Regions from separate parts of the Zea mays genome. Here all the other regions are linked to region 3. The links are chromatin contacts, called in public Hi-C maps. All regions are on one chromosome and are shown on one strand. The core of a region is the stretch at or near the end of the contact, and the rest is flanking DNA. Distances in the headings are between cores, read along the strand shown.

Region 1 (3,488 bases), core at 927-3,426, 320 kb before region 3:
AAGAGCCTTGAGCAGGAGCGTAGCGACGCCAACTGGTCCATCGGCCTGCAACCCTGCACGCCTCAGGTGCGGGGGGCGGAGCCCCGCACACTATATATTAGTGGCCGTAATTAGGGTTTGCAGCGCGTAGTCATTTACTCCTCCTCCAAGCCGTTGTCTATGGAAGTCATTATGCAAACACTCTACACATAATGAAGGTTTCATCTGCTCACTCTGTGCCTGTAGTTTTTCCCTTCTTCTATTAAAAGGTTTTTCACGTAAATCTATGTCATGTTGTGTGTTCTTGTCCCTTCTGCTAACACCCATGATTCGGTAGTTCGGATCGCGGAGCTGATCGGGTCGTCGGTCTCGCCCCCCGGCCTTCCATGCTGCTATCGTCAACTGGACTCGAATCTCTACACGTCTGTTTTTAATTTCAACCCTTCCGCGGCCGTGGTTAATAAACAGGCCACGCGAACAACGATCGGCTTAAACAAAACTGGGGCGTTTCGCGTTACCGCGGACCGCCGCCGCTGTTTTTAATCAATCCGCCAGGCCCCTGCTCATATGCCGTCGTGTACGACGACGTCCGTGTGGATGTGCTTAATTAGCTAATCAGTGCAATTAAGCTGCTAGCAACCACCATGCACGCGCTTGCAGTCGTCTCTGGAAAGTGGAAACCCTACCATGCATGCATGCATGGATGGGTTCTGAAATGAAACGAGCTAGAAAGTCTACCGGGAGCTGCTGCTACGGCAGCCCGTGCCTGGCCGGAGTCCTCGACGGTGGGCGGGAAGGGCCGTTCAGCGCTGTCCCAGTGCTGTCGCCTACTCGCCTGTCGGCTGTTGCTGACGAGGGAGATGAACTGGAAATATTCGCGTCCACTATAAAAATGATTGGAGAGCTAACATCGCATATGGAGCCATTGGCGGCCACGGGCGGTGCAGCACGTACGCATTCGGCTCGAACTGGTTATCGTTTTCTTGGCATCTTAATTACTTGGTGAAAAGAGCGTGAGATGATGAAATCAACGGCGCTTTCTTTCTTTTGGGGTTGAGATCACGGGGAGAGCGTGTTGCTGTTAGCTTTAGCTGTGCCTAGTTCCCTGTTCTAAGCACAGCACATGTCACGTTCACACCTGCCGTTGAAGTTTTTGATTTTTAAGTGTGCGTGATCACTGCTTAATTAATTAGGTGTACAGATCAGATCGGGTTTACTCATAAACTAATTGTTAATGTTATCGTTAATTTGCTGCTAGTACTTCTATAGTAAAATTGTATACATGTTACTCCAAACCAGATAGATTATTTGGTCCCTCTAATCAGTTTGAAAGGTGGTTTCTATTTTCTAAAATAAAAGGAGTAGCTTAGTTTTTGAAAAAAAAAGACATGATTAATCTATTTTAATAAAACATTAAAAATTTCTTCTGTAGTTATTCTAAAAATGTTGCCTCTCTATTAACAATATATTAGAGATATTTGAATCTTATTTGTTTTAAGAAAAGGTAGTAAATATTGACCACGACTACAAACAACAAAGACCAAATTTATCTAGTTTCAATAGTTGGATGGTGCCTGTTGTCCACTTTTGTGGTTTAGGATTGAAAATCAAGCTGACCTATAACTTGGATGTCGAAAAAAACATTTTTGCCAATTTATAAATGGCTTCATAATCAAGTGGCAATGCTTCAAGGGGAAGATTTGTAAATATTTAAAAAATATTAAATTTGACTAAATATTCACAGTGATTGCGCGTACATTAGTAGAACAAAGCCCGTTTTCACTGTTGGTATATATGTTAGCCCATTGATCTTTTTCGAAAACTTTGACTACTCATTTTGTTTAAAATATTTATTCAAAATATAAAATTTTAAGTCAAGTATAGATTATCTTAAGTGATAAAACAAATCACAACGAAATAAATGACAACTCATTATTTTTTAAATAAAACGAGTGGTTAAAGTTTTTTTTAAAAAAACAATATTTTCGTATATTTATATGAATGGAGTGAGTATTAATCTTGTGTCGTGGGGCCACTTCCCACTTGTGCGGTACGCGTGCGGCCCGGCCGTTGTTTCTACGTCCCGTACGGAGCCAAATGATTTGTACGACTTTTCCCAAACCCAAAGGCAGGCCACATGCGTCCAGGAGCACGTACGCGTGTTGCAAGCCAAGGTTCGTGCATTATTTGTTGCCTTTCCTTTGGGCCCGGAAACTGCATGGCGCGTGCGCTCGGGACACGCCGGTGCCGGTGCGGGGCTCCAGGGCTCCATCAATACCCGGAAAAAGCCAGCAAAACCAACTAAAACGAGCATTCTGCGACGCTTTTTTGCAGCAAAGAATCGTAGAGAAAAGTGCCTGAATCCCAGCTGCGTTCTGTTCTGGACTTGGACTCTTTGCTGCAAAAAGTTCAGACAGCGCTAGTACGAAATGGCGCGTTTCAGCTGTTCCTCCCTATAGCCTGCGTCTTTTTTTTTCCTTTGCGAGTCTTAAGAGGCATCCTCTTGATACATAACATGCAGAGCAACTTTGTGTTAGAAATGGGGATCCACAGTAGATTGAACACCTGATTGGAAATGGCAACCAAAGAGCATCACCAGCTGTACGTGCGTCGAATCTATTTGACACATCTCTGACGGGTGTACGCGCTAAGTACAGCGTCGTTTTTCTGGACTCTGTTTCCAGGAAGATTCATCAGAGAAACTGGATTGATCAAGACCTGTTTGGACAGGTCAATCTCTCAAAAAGTGAACGTGAATCTGAGATTTATAGTGGATTGGATTCATCAGTAAATCTAGGACCACCAGTGAAATATTTGGTATACAACAGCTTCAAATCCATAAAACCGAGGTTTGAAATAACCTCTTTTGTCCTTCGAGTTGTTTGATATGTCTATTTTTTTATATAGTACATGCGTTACATTGACATTTATTCAAAAAAATATTTTTTTTTAAATGAAATATTTTGGCACAAATGCTCACGAGCATTCAACATTAGCGCACAAGATACATAAACAATTAATACATGCCCATAACAACGTCTCAATACTATTACAGTTGTCCATATATAAAGATAGCTAAAGGTTGAATGGAGACTAGTTTTCCATTTCTAAGCAAGAGCATCTTCTTCTTGCATCTTTATTTTTCCATAACCAAAGATTAAACTATTTGAGCATTTTTACCATCTTATTTTTCATAACTAAAGACTGAGCTTCCCCAGCATTTTGGTCTCCCTCTTTATCGTAAGTTCAAGCTAATCCACATCATCAATTACACTAGCACTTAACATTTCATCTTCTTCTCGCAGTTTAGCTTTGCCCTTCTCATGATTGCCTTTCTGAGCTAAGAAGAGCCCTCTTAATCATGAATGTGCATATATATATATATATATATATATATATATATATATATATATATATATATATATATATATATATATATATATATATAGTATTTAGAGCCCTGGGCTCTTTTTAACTACAGGAAGCCCCAACCACCCGCTCGGTTGACC
Region 2 (3,331 bases), core at 299-2,798, 370 kb before region 3:
TTGTGGTGGTCCTTGTGGGAACTTTGTGTTCCAAGTGATTGAGAAGAGAAAGCTCACTCGGTCCGAGGGACCGTTTGAGAGAGGGAAGGGTTGAAAGAGACCCGACCTTTGTGGCCTCCTCAACGGGGAGTAGGTTTGCAAGAACCGAACCTCGGTAAAACAAATCTACGTGTCATACTCCTTATTCGCTTGCGATTTGTTTTGCGCTCTCTCTCGCGGACTCGATTATATTCCTAACGCTAACCCGGCTTGTAGTTGTGATTATTTTTGAGAATTTCAGTTTCGCCCTATTCACCCCCCCTCTAGGCGACTTTCACCGTTTTTATTGGAAAGATCTTGGCGGCGAACATTCAGAGGACAAGCCTAATTTATCAATATCATTATTTCCATATGGTGACAAACAACCTCCGGGTACTGTCCTGTGCGGTTATTATGTATGCGAATGGTGTCGTGTCACCTTCCATTACATGGTCAATCGTGAGGATGTAAGTTCGCTATCATTGTCTATGTTGCAATTTTTTTGTTATATTGTTGCTCATCACATTACTCTTAGCACTGCTTGCTTTTTGCTTTCATTGCAAGTTCCTAAATCCAAGATCAATGCTGAATGGTTAGAAAGAGATATGGTTTCCGTCGGCGTGGCTAAGGTTGTAAGAGACTTGCTTTACTTTATGCGCCGTGAAGTTCTTCATCAACAAGGGCTATTCTACAATACAAATGGAAATTTGCAACAATTCCCAGAACTAAGTTTGTACACGATATCACACAGTGTTTAGGTCTTTAGTTAGGAACTTTAGATGTTGAGTTGTCTATGGAACTTTCAGATGTTGAGTTGCTATGCAACTTGATATGTGTATAAATCTGTGTATGACGATGAAACTTGATATGTGGATGAATCTGTGTATGGAACATGTTATGGAACTTGATATGTATAAATCTGTGTATGCAATCTGTGTATAATCTGTGTATGAAATCTGTGTATAATCTGTGTATTGAATCTGTGTTTGAAAATTCTGTATATGAATCTGTATATTGAAAACCGCCTGTGATTTATATTGTATGCAGTCGGACTTATATTAAAAACCGTCTGTGATGTGTGGCTAACACAAGCGGCTAGGATAAGAAACCGCCCGTGATGTGTGTCTATCACAGGCGGTTCCTTTAAACTGGACCGCCTGTAATGTGTGTCTATCACAAGCGGTTTTTGATTGAACGTCTGTGATGTTGTTTTACATCACAGGCGGTGCACCACAAGCGGTTCCTGGAACCGCCTGTGTAGAGGCTAACCAAACCGCCTGTACAGAGGTTTACTGTAGTAGTGTCCACTTTACGAACAGTACAATTTACAGTATAGAACGGTGCAAAACGGTATTTATAGATAAACTTTGAATGAACTGCTGGAGTCGGACTAAGAACCACTACCAATTGTAACAGGTCTATCTACCGCTAGTCTCCACACCCTTTACGTTGCCATAGAGCAAACCACGGTCAAAGTCCGGCCGGGCCATATTCTTTACACTGAACTGAACTTGCTAGCTGAGGAGCCCCGTGATGTTTTAAATTTCGGATCCTGTGTTGCAGCTTTGAAGTGCATGAACGAGACATGCAGAGCCGCGTGACGTGAGTTCTCCCCATACCGCCCGATCTCGGAGATGTGCGCGTACCACATGAGGCTCACCGGCGGCGCGGCCTTTGTGCTCCTTATGGTTCTCCTCTTGCTGCTGTATGCGGTGCACAGGTGGAGGAACCCTCGATGCAGCGGCCGCCTGCCGCCGGGCTCCATGGGCCTGCCGCTCGTCGGAGAGACGCTGCAGTTCTTCTCCCCTGAAGCTTCCTTGGACGTCCCGCGTTTCGTCCGACACAGACTGCAAAGGTACGCCTCGGTTTGGCCCGTGGCCCGATTAAACATGGTGGGCCGGACTGGTGTCGCAATTCCGAATCTTAACCTGTCCCTTTCGAGTGCAAGCTAGGTACGGCCCGATCTTCAAGACGAGCCTGGTGGGCCACCCGGTCGTCGTCTCCGCGGACGAGGAGCTGAACTACATGGTGTTCCAGCAGGAGGGGCAGCTGTTCCAGAGCTGGTACCCGGACTCCTTCGTGGAGATCCTAGGCAGGGACAACGTCGGGGAGCAGCAGGGCGCCATGTTCAAGTACCTCAAGAACATGGTGCTCCGCTACTTCGGCCCGGAGAGCCTCAGGGAGTCCATGCTCCGCGACGTCGAGCACGCCGTCAGCAGCTCGCTCTGTACCTGGTCAACCTTGCCGTCGGTCGAGCTGAAAGAGGCCGTCTCCACGGTACGTGTTTTTGCGGGCACTAGTGTGTGCCAGGCTGAGGCTGCCCTTGCTTGTTGTGAGTTATGATCGCTGCATGTCTGTGTCTCTGCGCGCGTAGATGGTGTTCGATCTTTCAGCGAACAAGCTTCTCAGCTTGGAGCCGTCGAGGTCCAAGATTCTGAGGAGGAGCTTCTTCGACTTCGTTCGAGGGCTCATCTCGTTCCCTCTGTATTTGCCAGGAACAGCATACTACTCATGCATGAAGGTGCGTACATACTGCTACCCGCTGCACTTGCATACCACGATCGAATTAAGTTCCTTTTTTTGGTGGGTCTGTCATGTCACTTTCAGGGCCGGCAGAGCGCAATGGAGGTGCTGCAGGAAGTGCTAGCGGAGAGGAAGAGACTGGTACAGGTGCCCGGAGCAGGAGGAGGCGCCATGGAAACGATACGTCGCCATGGCGGCGACTTCTTGGACCTCGTCATCCAGGAAGTCACGAAGGAGAAGCCGCTCGTGACGGACAGAATGGCGCTCGACCTGATGTTCGTGCTCCTGTTCGCCAGCTTCCACACGACGTCGCTAGCGCTCACTCTGGCTGTCAAGCTGCTTGCAGACCACCCTCGCGTCCTGGAAGAGCTCACGGTCAGGAACATGCAACCTTTGATAGCCTGGCACTGATGCCTCTGGGATATCTGATTTTTTGGCATGGATGCAGGTGGAGCATGAAGCGATTCTGAATGAACGTAACGCGCGCCATGGATCTGATGGAATCACATGGATGGAGTACAAGTCTATGACATTCACATCCCAGGTTGTGGGCTAAGACAAAATTTGGTCAATAATTACTGGCTGCACCTCTTCTAGTGTTAAGAGCATGTATAACTGGAACAACTGGCTTCAGTTATTCAGTTATATACTACTGCCTGCACTAAGAATCCTATGAGGGTGCATGCATTTTTGCTATCAAACAAATAATATTTAGTCCACAATAATAATAGGAATATCCGTACTGTTTTATAGGTCATCAACGAGACTGTCCGATTAGCCAATATTGCGC
Region 3 (3,469 bases), core at 508-3,007:
GGCAGGAGAATTCTGTACAATGCAGACTTTAAAAATCAAACTTGAAAGCAATACATTGACAATGTCATAGAAGGTGAGGGGCACGTATCTATCTTGACATTGTCTCTCGTGGTGGGGACGCATGTTCTCTTCTGTACGACGCAAGCATGCTAACCCGTCACTAATCTCTGATCAGTTCAATTGTCACACTTCCAGCTTGACGTCGGCACGCAGGTCAGGTAGTGGCACCAGCTACAGTGATCGTTGCCGTTCTCTCCTCTGAACACCATTACCAATCCAACAGCGAACCTGCGACAACGCATAACCAAATGTTAGTCTCCAACTGGATTTGGGCAATATTTTTAGCTTAGATGACCAGGGATTATACTAACCCTGCAGCCAGCAAGACGAGGGCAGCAAGCAGGAGGATGATCTGATATGCCTTGTACTTGGACTTGGTCTTGGCACCGAAGGGCTGCTCCAGCCACCCGAACTGGGGCTGGATCAGCAGCACGAAGCCGAGGAGGAAGCCTGTGGCGAACCCGCCGATGTGCGCGAAGTTGTCAACGTGCGGGAGTATCCCGAGCGCCAGGTTGATGGCGGCGATGATGATCAGGTTCAGCATGGCTGCAAACTGAGATGAATGGCCAGAAGTCAGCGCGGCGGCGAGGCGATGCTATATAGCTTAAACGAATGGCCGGAACGGGGGAGACGCCTACTCTGTTGGTGTAGATGGACCAGTTGGTGATGAGCTCCGACAGCATCGCTCCCAGGAGGCCGAAGAGCGCGCCGGAGGCGCCCACGGAGACGCCCTTCCTGATGAAGAAGACGGAGAGCACGCTCCCTCCGAAGCCAGAGACGAGGTACACCAGGCCCACCTTCCCTGCAGGAGGACGAGGGGGGAAATGCCGGTCAGAAAGCCGCGTCCGTGTGCGTTGCATGCAGCTGCACAGCGGAGGAGCCTGTCTGTTCTTGGCAGAACAGAGCGAGGCCGAGGCGTCAGATGTTTGGGGGGCTTACAGAATCCAAACTGCTGCTCCAGGCGGACGCCGATGAAGATGAGGCTGATCATGTTGGCGAGCAGGTGGATGAGGCCGGCGTGCAGCCAGGTGCACGACTCCAGCCGCCAGGCCTGGTTCCCGTGCACGACCTTGTACCAGTCGAGGGCTCCGTATCTCTGCAGCCTGCGCGCGGCGGGACGACGACGTGGGAGATTAGAGATCAGACGAGATGAGATGAGACCCAGAGAGGCGTCGCGAGTCCAGCGGATTGTGCTGGATGGAAGGGAAGGAGATGAATTCGCGCGGCGAGAGGTGGCGATTCTTACGTGGCGGCCGTGGGGCCGAGGAGGGGGTTCTCCTTGAGCGGCTGGAAGGAGAAGCGGCGGAGGAAGCCGCGGCCGACGCAGTCCCCGCCGCTGCGCGGGCAGTTGTTGTAGAACATGACCAGCACGAACATGAGCACGTTGGCGATGACCACCAGCGGCACCAGCCACGACCAGTGGTGCCGCCCGTGCGCCGCCGCGGGGTCGTAGTAGAACGGCGACGGTGGCGTGTACGGCCCGTTGCTGGTCATGTTGTTGTACCGCCCCGGGGGCGGCTTGATCCCCGTCGTCGCCGGCGCCGCCCTCGCCTGGGCGCCCGCCTCCACGTCGGCGGCGTTCGACATCGCTCGACCACAAGGCACCAGCAGCACCAACGGACGGACGCGCTTCCGGACTGCCTGGTCGCCTCTCGGGGGTCGGTACAAATGGTCTGATCGGCTCTTGGGGAGTTGGGGGTGGAGATAGAGAAGGTAGACGCGGGGGACGTCCAGAGAGACTCGGTTTTAATCGGTGGGCTTTAGGGGTGGAGATGGTGAAGAGAGTGGACGCGGAGACGACGACCAGAGAGAGACTCGGTTTTAATCAGTGCGTTTTAACGTCTTTCTTGTTTGGTCTGTTCTTTAAAAAAAGATTTACACTAGAGATATTTAGTTTCTAGGACTAATTTTTAGTCCTTACATTTTATTTTATTTAGTTTCTATAGAATTCATCACTCCTCCAGCCAAACACGCTATTAGAGGTTGACCTGTCGGCTCTAGTTGACGGTACTACCGTACTAATATTTCCTTTTACCCGTCTACAAACTTGAGCAGGTGAAGTACTCATGGCACACAGTATAGGTCAACTGTAACCGGAAGCTTGTCAGTTGCTTCCTACAGATCACCAGAAGCCCAGTTCATGCTACAGCCATTTTTGCCACCTCCAACATGATCATCCTATATGCGCGCGGTGGTGCCCAGTTTATGCTTTGGATAGGCCATACCCGTACTTCTTGATCTTTTCCATAGCTTGGATTGGCATGGCCGGGTAGCTTAAGGTTTAAATAATAACAACTCCATGCTTAGCTACTCATATATATATGCGGTGCAGGGTAGTTTTCACCCGCCCTGTGGGCTATGGCGCGCACTGTTTTGTTCTTGCTCGGACGCTTCCCTGGCAGGCACATCATCGTTACCGTTGAAAGCTCTCGTTGACAGCGAATTCGGCACGAAGAAGGGCGCGTCGGCTCAACGTTGCCGTTCCAACGACCCACCCGACGCGTTTCTGCAGAAGCACTCCATTTTCCGCGCCTGCGGAGCCATGTTTTTTTTTTTGGTGCGGGCAAGCTTTCAGAACCACGACTATTTATCCGCTGTTGTTGGTAGAAGATCAGCACCTGATGCCGGCCCGTCCGTGTCGCTCCTCCTAGCTAGCTAGTAGTGCTGGGGCTGAAGCAAGAGGCAGCCTGTACAACCTGATCGTTCTCCGAAAGACGGGCGGTCGCAATCGTCTTCGTCCCTTCAGCTGCGCTCCTCTTTTGCTCGTGCCATCCTGTCATCTCTCTTCCCGTTTTCGCCACAAGTTTCTTTGGTTACATGCATCATATGGAAGGATGGAGGACAGTGCGTAGTGGCGCCACAGTTGGCTTTCCGGCGCAGGAATCCCCTCCTGCCTTTTTTCCGTAATGGGATCCCACTCATCGCCTCGTAAATAAAAACGATGACAAATGGCACGGTTTTTGGAGTCTCTGTACCCAGTTTTAGGCCAGCACAGCAGGGAATGCAAGCTGGGGGGCGTCTGTCTGTCTGTCTGATTATTAATTTGATCGCCCTCGAGTTCCATGCGAAGCGTGGCGTGGACTGGTCCACAGATAGATGTCACGCACGCTATAATGCTCCAGTTGGCTTCGTCTCAGACGGAGGCGTCGGAACGCGGACGGCGACGGACGCTGACTCGCTCCAAGACGGCCGGGGACGAACGGCCACGGCGGCGGCAGCGGGGCGCGTACAGACGTGGCCACACGCAGCGTTTGCGGTCTCGAGTCAGTTCCCACGCGGCGGAGGGCAGACTACACTACGGAACGAGCACGGTTCCCGTCGCGTCGCTGCTACGCCTGCTCACCTCGCCGTTCCGCTGTTGTGCTCGTATAATGTACGGTATCCTCTCTAACCGCTACTCGTTGTACGT

What was found. Hi-C and Micro-C count contacts between places; a contact is called where the count stands out from the background.
Region 1: a Hi-C map of ear shows a contact between it and region 3, with 1.9 times the contacts expected there. The contact joins the enhancer-like site here to the promoter of LOC100272312 in region 3. A contact is called at or near these places in 2 of 25 Hi-C or Micro-C datasets (ear and tassel).
Region 2: a contact with region 3 is called in a Hi-C map of leaf, with 5 times the contacts expected there. The contact joins the promoter of LOC103646055 here to the promoter of LOC100272312 in region 3. A contact is called at or near these places in 2 of 25 Hi-C or Micro-C datasets (leaf and tassel) and 1 of 3 datasets of contacts at active chromatin or transcription factors (leaf).

The regions. Positions count from the first base shown.
Region 1 is chr2:17,449,900-17,453,387 of Zm-B73-REFERENCE-NAM-5.0, forward strand. No RefSeq gene overlaps it. Among protein-coding and RNA genes, the nearest start is that of LOC109944479, 11 kb to the left of the region's middle. Within about 2 kb of position 2,177, at least 18 of the 20 cell types and tissues checked have an H3K27ac peak or open chromatin away from gene starts, as enhancers often do. A contact at or near this core is called in ear and tassel, where this site is marked.
Region 2 is chr2:17,396,007-17,399,337 of Zm-B73-REFERENCE-NAM-5.0, forward strand. It overlaps LOC103646055 (cytochrome P450 87A3-like), which reads left to right and starts at 1,549. Exons shown (of 9, transcript NM_001301526.2): 1 at 1,549-1,873; 2 at 1,971-2,295; 3 at 2,393-2,539; 4 at 2,626-2,916; 5 at 2,990-3,085; 6 at 3,295-3,331. The coding sequence starts at 1,653.
Region 3 is chr2:17,765,361-17,768,829 of Zm-B73-REFERENCE-NAM-5.0, forward strand. LOC100272312 (membrane protein) reads right to left here and starts at 1,758. Exons shown (of 5, transcript NM_001146796.1): 1 at 1,307-1,758; 2 at 1,000-1,163; 3 at 699-862; 4 at 372-613; 5 at 1-288. The coding sequence starts at 1,647. The coding sequence ends at 177.